Linked DNA regions of Mus musculus: region 2 is linked to region 1. The links are chromatin contacts, called in public HiChIP or PLAC-seq maps. All regions are on one chromosome and are shown on one strand. Each heading gives the region's core, a stretch centred on a gene start, on an enhancer-like site or on the middle of the called end of the contact. The rest is flanking DNA. Distances are from core to core; before and after follow the strand shown. Region 1 overlaps Sdccag8 (serologically defined colon cancer antigen 8). Region 2 has its middle 12 kb from the start of Gm29856.

What was found. HiChIP or PLAC-seq counts read pairs in DNA pulled down with a chosen protein or histone mark.
Region 2: a contact with region 1 is called in an H3K27ac HiChIP or PLAC-seq map of microglia, with 6 times the contacts expected there. The contact joins two enhancer-like sites. A contact is called at or near these places in 3 of 115 datasets of contacts at active chromatin or transcription factors (embryonic basal ganglia, microglia and pancreatic cancer cells).

Annotation. Positions count from the first base shown.
Region 1 is chr1:176,852,177-176,856,122 of GRCm38.p6, forward strand. Sdccag8 (serologically defined colon cancer antigen 8) reads left to right here. Exons shown (of 18, transcript NM_029756.3): 9 at 1,588-1,726. Among named protein-coding and RNA genes, the nearest start is that of Sdccag8, 39 kb to the left of the region's middle. Within about 2 kb of position 1,690, at least 46 of the 459 cell types and tissues checked have an H3K27ac peak or open chromatin away from gene starts, as enhancers often do. A contact at or near this core is called in microglia, where this site is marked.
Region 2 is chr1:177,465,878-177,469,850 of GRCm38.p6, forward strand. No RefSeq gene overlaps it. Among named protein-coding and RNA genes, the nearest start is that of Gm29856, 12 kb to the left of the region's middle. Within about 2 kb of position 1,629, at least 70 of the 459 cell types and tissues checked have an H3K27ac peak or open chromatin away from gene starts, as enhancers often do. A contact at or near this core is called in microglia, where this site is marked.

The DNA.
Region 1 (3,946 bases), core at 440-2,939:
TAAGTAATTTTCATGGATTTAAAACAAATCAGGAAGCTCATCACCATTCCATGAATTTTATGCTATTTGTAACAATTTGTGGTTTAACAAAAAGAGCTTTTATGAATGTGTTCAGCATTACATGTTTCTAAAACTGTGTGTGACTATTTTCCAAATACCACAGATAGTTTAAAATCTTTTCTTCGGGAGATTTGTGGAGTCATTAGTTAGTTTAGAAGGGTATTTGGAATCAGTGTTTGCGATCTTCCAAACCACTCTTCAGTGCTTGCTTGCAGCTTGCTTGCTTGCAGCTTGCTTGCTTGCAGCTTGCTTGCTTGCAGCTTGCTTGCTTGCAGCTTGCTTGCTTGCTTTTCTTTCCTTTTTCTTTCTTTTTATCCCAGTTGCTTCTTCTCTGACAGTTTATAATCTGGCAGCGGGTTGACGCTGCATGAGAGAGCTGGTCATGTTGATGGCGCACAAGATGGCACATGTACAGTCCAGCATGCTTTTCACTCTGCTTTGTAGATGTAGACAATTTACCACCTCATTTCTCTCATTGGCACCGTGGGTATGTACAGTTTTAAACTATATCTTTATTTTGCATATACATGTGCTAGCTTGTCTGCATGCTGCATGGGGTCCTGAGAGACCGAATGTAGATCTGGTCGGGAACCACTTGGTGTGGGTGCTGAACCCAGGTCCTTGTGAAGAGCAAGTTCTTCTCCCTGAGCTGTCTCTCTAGTTCCCCCTACTACGGATTGTTGTACAGTGATAAGTTTCGAAATATCCTGAGAGTTTGTTATGGAATTCGTTTAACCCGGGAAATTGGATCTTAGCAATTTTTCATGTCACAACATTGGTATTCTGCTTACTCAACAAGCAGCCCAGCCTAGTGGACATCTGAGGCTTATTAAGGGAGGGGTGGAGCTTGCCCAGGATTCAGACCAGTAGCCAAGATTTTGTTCAATTAGAGTGTCAGCTCCTAAAAGATACAACTGGAGGGCTTGAGGGGTCCCATAAAAATACCCACTGAAATAAAAAGCAGAAATAAACAGCAGACTTCATAACTAGCTGAGAGAATTTGACTGGGGGTGGGGGAGATGAAAATGAGGCCACGGAAGGATTAAAAGGAAGTGTGTCCACCAGTCCTAGCAAGCCAGAGTAGACAGCACGTCAAGGCCTTTGAACCCCCACCCCTGCCTGCTAACGAGTGAGACCAAGGTTTCTCTTCAAATATTCTAAGTCTTTCACATAGACTTCCTCATTGGTAAAGCTGCCTTTGATGTGCGCACTCTTCTGAACTTGGTTGCCTGTCCCAGCTCCTTCACTTCCCTTTTCTAAGTCATTCCCTCTTGCTGAGGCCTCTCTCTGTGGTCCTGCATATGCCAGCCATTTCCAAAAAAGGGTATTGTCCCATGCAGATGTGGTCCTGCCTGGAATGCCGCAGTCCTTCTGCCACTCTGCCTGCCACTTGCCGAAGGAGGACAGAGGGTCGTTCTCTGGGTGGTGCTTGATGCGTGCTGAGCAGGCCCGCCATAGCACTTCTAATACACACGAGTGCTTCCCTTTCTTCATTTCTTACCTGGTGTGTTCTTTTTGTGCTGACAGAGAGAGAGATGACTTAATGTCTGTGCTAGTCTCTGTGCGGAGCAGCTTGGCAGAAGCGCAGAAGAGAGAGACAAGTGCCTATGAGCAGGTGAAGCATGCTGTGCAGATGACAGAGGAAGCCAACTTTGAGAAGACCAAGGCAAGTCTGATGGGTGGAAAGGGATATAGCACACAGCCACTTTCCACATGTGTATTTCTCTGATTATTTTTTACAACTGAACTAATTGCAAACACACAAAACAGATGTCAGTCCACAAATGTTGACTTCTCTAAATTAAAATATATATATATTATTTGGAGAGTTCTTATTCTTCTGTAAATATTTCTGTTCTGCCACTACTCAGAAGTGTAAAATAATGTGGGAAAGTGCTTTGGGAGACCTGCTGGTGTGCATAATCTTGTTTACAGATAGGTAGTCACTACAGGCAGCCTCTGATGGTTTAGTCTAGCTTCACTTCTGGCCTGAGCATCTCTCAAGACCTAAGGAGCATCCATGGCAGTCCTCTACTGCCAGGAGTGGAAGGAGCTCAGCTCCACCTCCCTTATCAGGAGGGACTGGAAACTGAGCCAAAGCCTGCCCTTCCCCACTGTGATCTACCCATCAGATGCAGCCATAGCTGTGGGAGAGCATCTCACCCAATACCTTTGACTCTGCATCTTCCCTCTCTCTGGTTACTTCTTTCTTTATCATTTCCTTCTCCACAGCCCTCTTTTCTTGCTGAGAGGCAAGCTCCTTTTCCAGTCTTTCTGTCTGCCTCTCCAGCTCACTCTTCAGCTGCTCACACTGGATCAAAGCCTGCAGGCAAGAGAGCGAGAAGGGACGTCAGGAGTGGGAAGGCACACCAGGGAGAAAAGAGGCAATGATACCCTTTTTTATTTAAGATAGCTCAACCCCCATCTACCGATATTGAATACTGTATTTTATTATACACAGACACATTTTTAATAAAGTCCCTTAGTATCACTTACAATTTAGTCCACTCCCATTGACTAGAAAACAACTTTCTGTTATCAGGATGGACATTTTACAATGCCAATAAAAGTTCATAATTGAAAAAACCAAAAATTTTCCTTGAACCAAAATTGCCTATTATGTGTTTTCACAAATAAAAACTCTCTCGCTACCATCATCGATAGCATCCAAACATAAACTAGGATTTCAAAGTTATAGTTTAAAAGCCTCAGTGAAGCTAGGGAGCCTGGGTATCTTGGTCTTGTTCCAGTTATTTGTGCCTGCAGCATCTGCCTCACCCAACTTTAATTTCCCTATCTTTTTGGTGGTGTCTTTCCGGGTAACATTCTTGTCACCCTTGGTCAAGTGCAGTCGGGCTTTCAGCAAGTTCCAGATTGTGTTCGTATTGAACTGTTCACTTCCTCAGTACCAATCCAGGGCCCACCCTCCTTTTGTCCTCATCACATTCACCCTCATGCAGTAGCTTTGGAAGTGTCAGCTGTCCTGTCTTTACGGCAGTCTTTTTCTTCTCCTGCTTGGCTGGCACGGTCCTCCTGTGGGTCTTCTCTGTGTGGCTCTGTGAGGAACTCTTGGGTCTGGTTTACTAAACCCAAGTGTGGCTTCCCAGTCCTGCCCGCCACAGTGTCCGATCTCTTGAGATTCATTCCTCCTTCATCCATTTCCTCCTTCATCCATGGCCACTGAACACGACATGTGGCTTTTTCCTGTCACTGCTCTAGCTTGAGCTACATCTGCTGTGAGCATCTTCTACACAGCCCCACTTTCTATCTACTGCATCTTTGCCGTTGGTTTGCTCACTAATACTACTTTGCCAGCAACTCAGACGTATAGCATTTACAATATCTTCAGCCCCTGCCCACACCTCACCATGACTCCAGTCCCCTATGTGCCCACCGTTCCCCTCCCACACTCTGCTGAGCGTTTACACCACGTGTGCAGACTATTGCTGTAGCGTCCTGACTGCCCTCCTGGGTTCCCCCTGTTCCAGTGTGTCCTTTCCACTATCTTAGGTTTTCTGGGTTGTAACTATCTCCCTAGGGAATCCCTCTCCTGAAGTATAGGAAGAGATACGTTTCCATGCATTATCTTCCACCACACTCTTTCGTGCAGATCCAGCATGTGAATTCTAACAGCATTAGCCTGAGCTCTCTGAGCCCGTGCAGGCTGCTCTGTGCATGCATAGATGGCACACTTGATCCTCATAGGAGGCACAGTTCAGGTGGCACTCTTTGTAGACATCCCTGTGTCCTGTTTTTTTAATATTTTTTATTAGGTATTTTCCTCATTTACATTTCCAATGCTATCCCAAAAGTCCCCCATACCCTTCCCCCCACTCCCCTACCCACCAACTCCCACATTTTGGCCCTGGCATTCCCCTGTACTGGG
Region 2 (3,973 bases), core at 379-2,878, 610 kb after region 1:
CCTCAAGAGTGTTCTGCAAAAGAAGAAGCAAAGGCAGAGGATAGGAACACACAGCAAGAGAGGACCTGCCTAGAGAATGTGCCGGAGACTTTTCTAAGGAAGGGATGGGAGGACAGAGATTAGCCAGCAGTGAGCAGGTGAAAGAGCACGCTGTAGTCAGGGATAGGCGTGTGTGTGTGTGTGTGTGTGTGTGTGTGTGTGTGTGTGTGTGTGTGTGTGCAAGGAACCTGGAGACCCAGACACATTGAGGCCTCATTCAGCCTAAAAAGCTTGTTTGGAGCACCGTGAAGAGGGTGTTTAATTATCTCAGAACCTGAGAACAAATGTCCACAAACTTGGTGACTAAAACACATTGTCTTATAGTGCTAGAGTGCAAAATAAATACAGAAAGAAAGAAAGAAAGAAGGAAGGAAGGAGAGAGAGAGAGAGAGAGAGAGAGAGAGAGAGAGAGAGAGAGAGAGATTGATTGTTGGTACAGCCATGCTCCCTGCAGAAGCTCCATTGAGGAAACTTCCTGACTCTTCACTTCCAGTTTCCGATGTTCCTGTGGCTGCAGTTTAACCTTCATTGTTCCTAACCAATGCTGTCTCTCCTTTTGCTTCTTCTGAGGACAACTGACCATTGGACTCAAGGCTGTGACAGTATCCTAGAGTTTGTTGTATCTGCAAAGACCCCTTTTCTAAGTAAGGAAGCACTCACAGGGTCTGGGTGCTAATGAAGATCTATCTTTTAGTAAGTCACCGTCTAACCCCTGACAGAGGGCTGAAGACTGAGTGTGTTCTGGGTGCTGGATGAGGTCAGCTCTTATAGGGTCTCTGGAGCAAGGGGAGTCGTTTCCATGTACATTCCAGAAGAAGTCCTCGTTCTCTTGTGGAAGCAGATAGGTAGCAATGGCACATCTACAGTGCTGGAGATCAATGCTGGGACAGAAGGTAGGGGACTGGCTAAGTTCTCACCAGAGCAAGGGGTGCACAGAAGTGTTTGGATTATAGATCCAGTCAGTCAATGTACTTGGAGTAGTGGGGCAGTCGGGTGGCTGGCAGGGTGGAAGCACTAGAATCATACACCATTCTGACCTGAGTCTCCATACTGTCCTTCCCCAGGAGACAGCCCAGGGAGGTGGGAAGAATATTGGCAGAATCTGGGTTCAAATCCCAGACCTTCCTTCCATTTCCCAGATTCTTGTTGTTCATGATGTTTCCCAGTGCCTGAGCTGTGGTTTTCTGTTCTAAAGTAGATCTAGCAATACAGACTTCACAGATCTCTTGAAAGAATTAAAGATAATATGAGCAGGGTGTGTATGGGTCTAGGGTTTGGCACCTCGTGAGTATCCAGATGTGCCAGCTCTTCCTCTTGCTTGGCCTCACCCCTTTCCGGCTGGTACTTCCCCTGGGCTCAGCTGTGCCTGTCAGCTTTTACTTCTCTTTGCCACTCCACCTGCGGCTTCTGTCCCCAGGGATCTGTCCTTAGAGGGACCCTCTCCACTGACCTGGAACATTCAGTCGACGTCTTTTCCTGGTGCCTGAGGACCAGCATAGCTGCTGTAAAGGCAATGAGCTATGAGGTGGGTGGGCCGAGGGCCTGAACCTCGAGTGCTTGCTTAGCTGATCTCTGTGGTGGTAGCTCTCTCTCTCTCTTACATCACTTACCCAGCAAACGTTCTGAGAAAGCTGGCATCGCCTGGCTCGAGAAAACCCAAGCTGAACTGTCCTTTCCTCTTGGTGTGTCTTGCTCACTCTGCTTTGCAGCCCACTCCCCCTTGGCAACAGATCCCTCCTCCCCCTACACTGGGTTCATGCCCCTACTGTACAGTTCTTAACGGCCTGACTTTCCCCCAGAGCCTCACAAATACCCTAACCCATAGTATGAGTGGTGACTGATGCTGAATCTAGAAGAAGCCTGGTACCAGTTTCTTTTGCCTCGATTTGATGACCCAGAAATTCAGATTTGAATGACTAAAGAGGGTCACCTTTGAAAGCCACAAATCGGGGTTTCAACTTAGTCAAATTTCAGGCTCAGATAAGGGATGAGAAGTGACTGATCTACAGTCACACAACTGGGTTGTAGTATGGATTTGAGATTTGGTTTTGGTTTTTGTTGTTGTTTTGTTTTGTTTCCTAATGTGCTTCCTGCCTCTTGGTGCTACTCAGAGTGGTAAACGAGATGGCTATGCCCCACATCGTCCATGGATCAGGGATCCACTGAGGCCACTGAGACCATCCTGTGTTTGATGGAGAAAACTACCATCAATTATTCTGACTATGCATATGCTCTGGAGTACCCAAAGCTTGTCCGTGCCTTCTAACAGAAGCTAGGCTCCCATCTAGACAAATCCTGGCCAGCAAACTCAGCCTTACTGCATCTCCTTTTTGTGTTTAGGACTCAGTTTACATTTAATTGATGTTCAACACATTGTGAGCTGGGGTGTGTGTGTGTGGGGGGGGGGTTGCTTGCTTTCTATGGCAATGTAGATTTGAGGTTCATGGGGCAGGTTCCAATCTGAGAAAGAGTCAGCCTCTTCCATGCTGGAGTCTTTCTGGTATGTGTATCACGCTCTGTGTATTTCCCACTGACTTGGTTGTTCTCGGAAGCACAAACTTAACAGAGGTCTCAGGGAGGTGGGTTTAGGAAGGTCTGGTGGTGGGGCTCAGACATCATCCATGTAGTCCCCCAATCTCCGGGAGGCCGCTCACAGGCCTAGCTTCTGAAGCAGAACCCTTCCATCCCTCCATCCCCCTTTCTTGGAATTGAGGGGGAGGTGAGAAGGGGCTTGGCTCCATGCCTGGCACACAGCGATCCTCCAGGAAGGTGCCAGCTATTACTACAGCTACTGTTGGTATTACTGTCACAGCTTCCACACCTTCCACACCACCCACAGGCTGCTTCCTGCCAGCATCCCGACCTGGAGGGAAGGGAGAGAGGTGGAAGATAGGAACCATAGAGTGTGGAGGTCAGTGCTTTCCCAGGCTTGGCCTGGAGAGACATTCTGCTGCCCTTGCCAGCCTCCCGTGCTCCCTCTGTATGGTCATTCCTAAATGCCATGGCGTTCACTGCCTGTAACACACGTGTCTGTTCTCGTTCCCATTGAGACCACTGCGACCTATTGTGAATTGGGCATTTGATAGTGACGCTCACATTCTCACATCAACCGCAGGAAGCTGGTGTCTCCCACAAACTGTGATACAGAAGAATCAAGAGTCCAAGGGTGAAGTAGTGTGCCCAAGGTCAAAACCAGTTGATGGGCTGAGCCCCGCCTATCTCCAAAGCTGGCACTGCAGCTGCCTGCTTAGAAACCCCTGCTGGCTGTCACCAGCCACAGTTACCAACACTTGGTCATCGTTAGGGGTGGCAGGTGATTTTCCCTTTACAATTCTTAGATTCTGGGCTTTCCAATTACTCTCCGAAGGAGCCTGCTACATTTGTGTAAGTGAAATAGCATTGGTGGTCACTAACGGTGCACTGGCTATATGTCATCTCATCTATACCTTGTGCAACCTTTGTTTTTCTTCCTCTCTGTTTTTCCTTCCCACTCCCCTTCCCCTCTCTTTCTCTCTCATTTCCCTCCATTTATTTTGTCTGTCTGTCTATCTATCTATCTATCTATCTATCTATCTATCTATCTATCTACCTGAGACGGGATGTTGCTATGTAGCCCTGGTTGGCCTAGAACTTGTGGCTTTCTCCTGCTTCTGATTTTATAATCCAGCCCCATTTCCTGTCCTCTTTCTGCTTCCCGACTGCCTAGGAAAGACAGCCAGGCAGCTTTCTGCTCCTGCTGCCATCCTTTGTCCACCATATTGGAATGTATTCCCTTGAACTGTGAGCCTGAATATGGCCATCTTTCCTCAGGACAGTTTATCATAGCACCAGGAAGAGACAGGGAGGGCTCATGTACAGAAAAGCAGCCCATGTCTATACTGGATTCCATGAAATCTTTATGAGTGAGACTTAGTAGGAAGAAGTTAGGACGGTG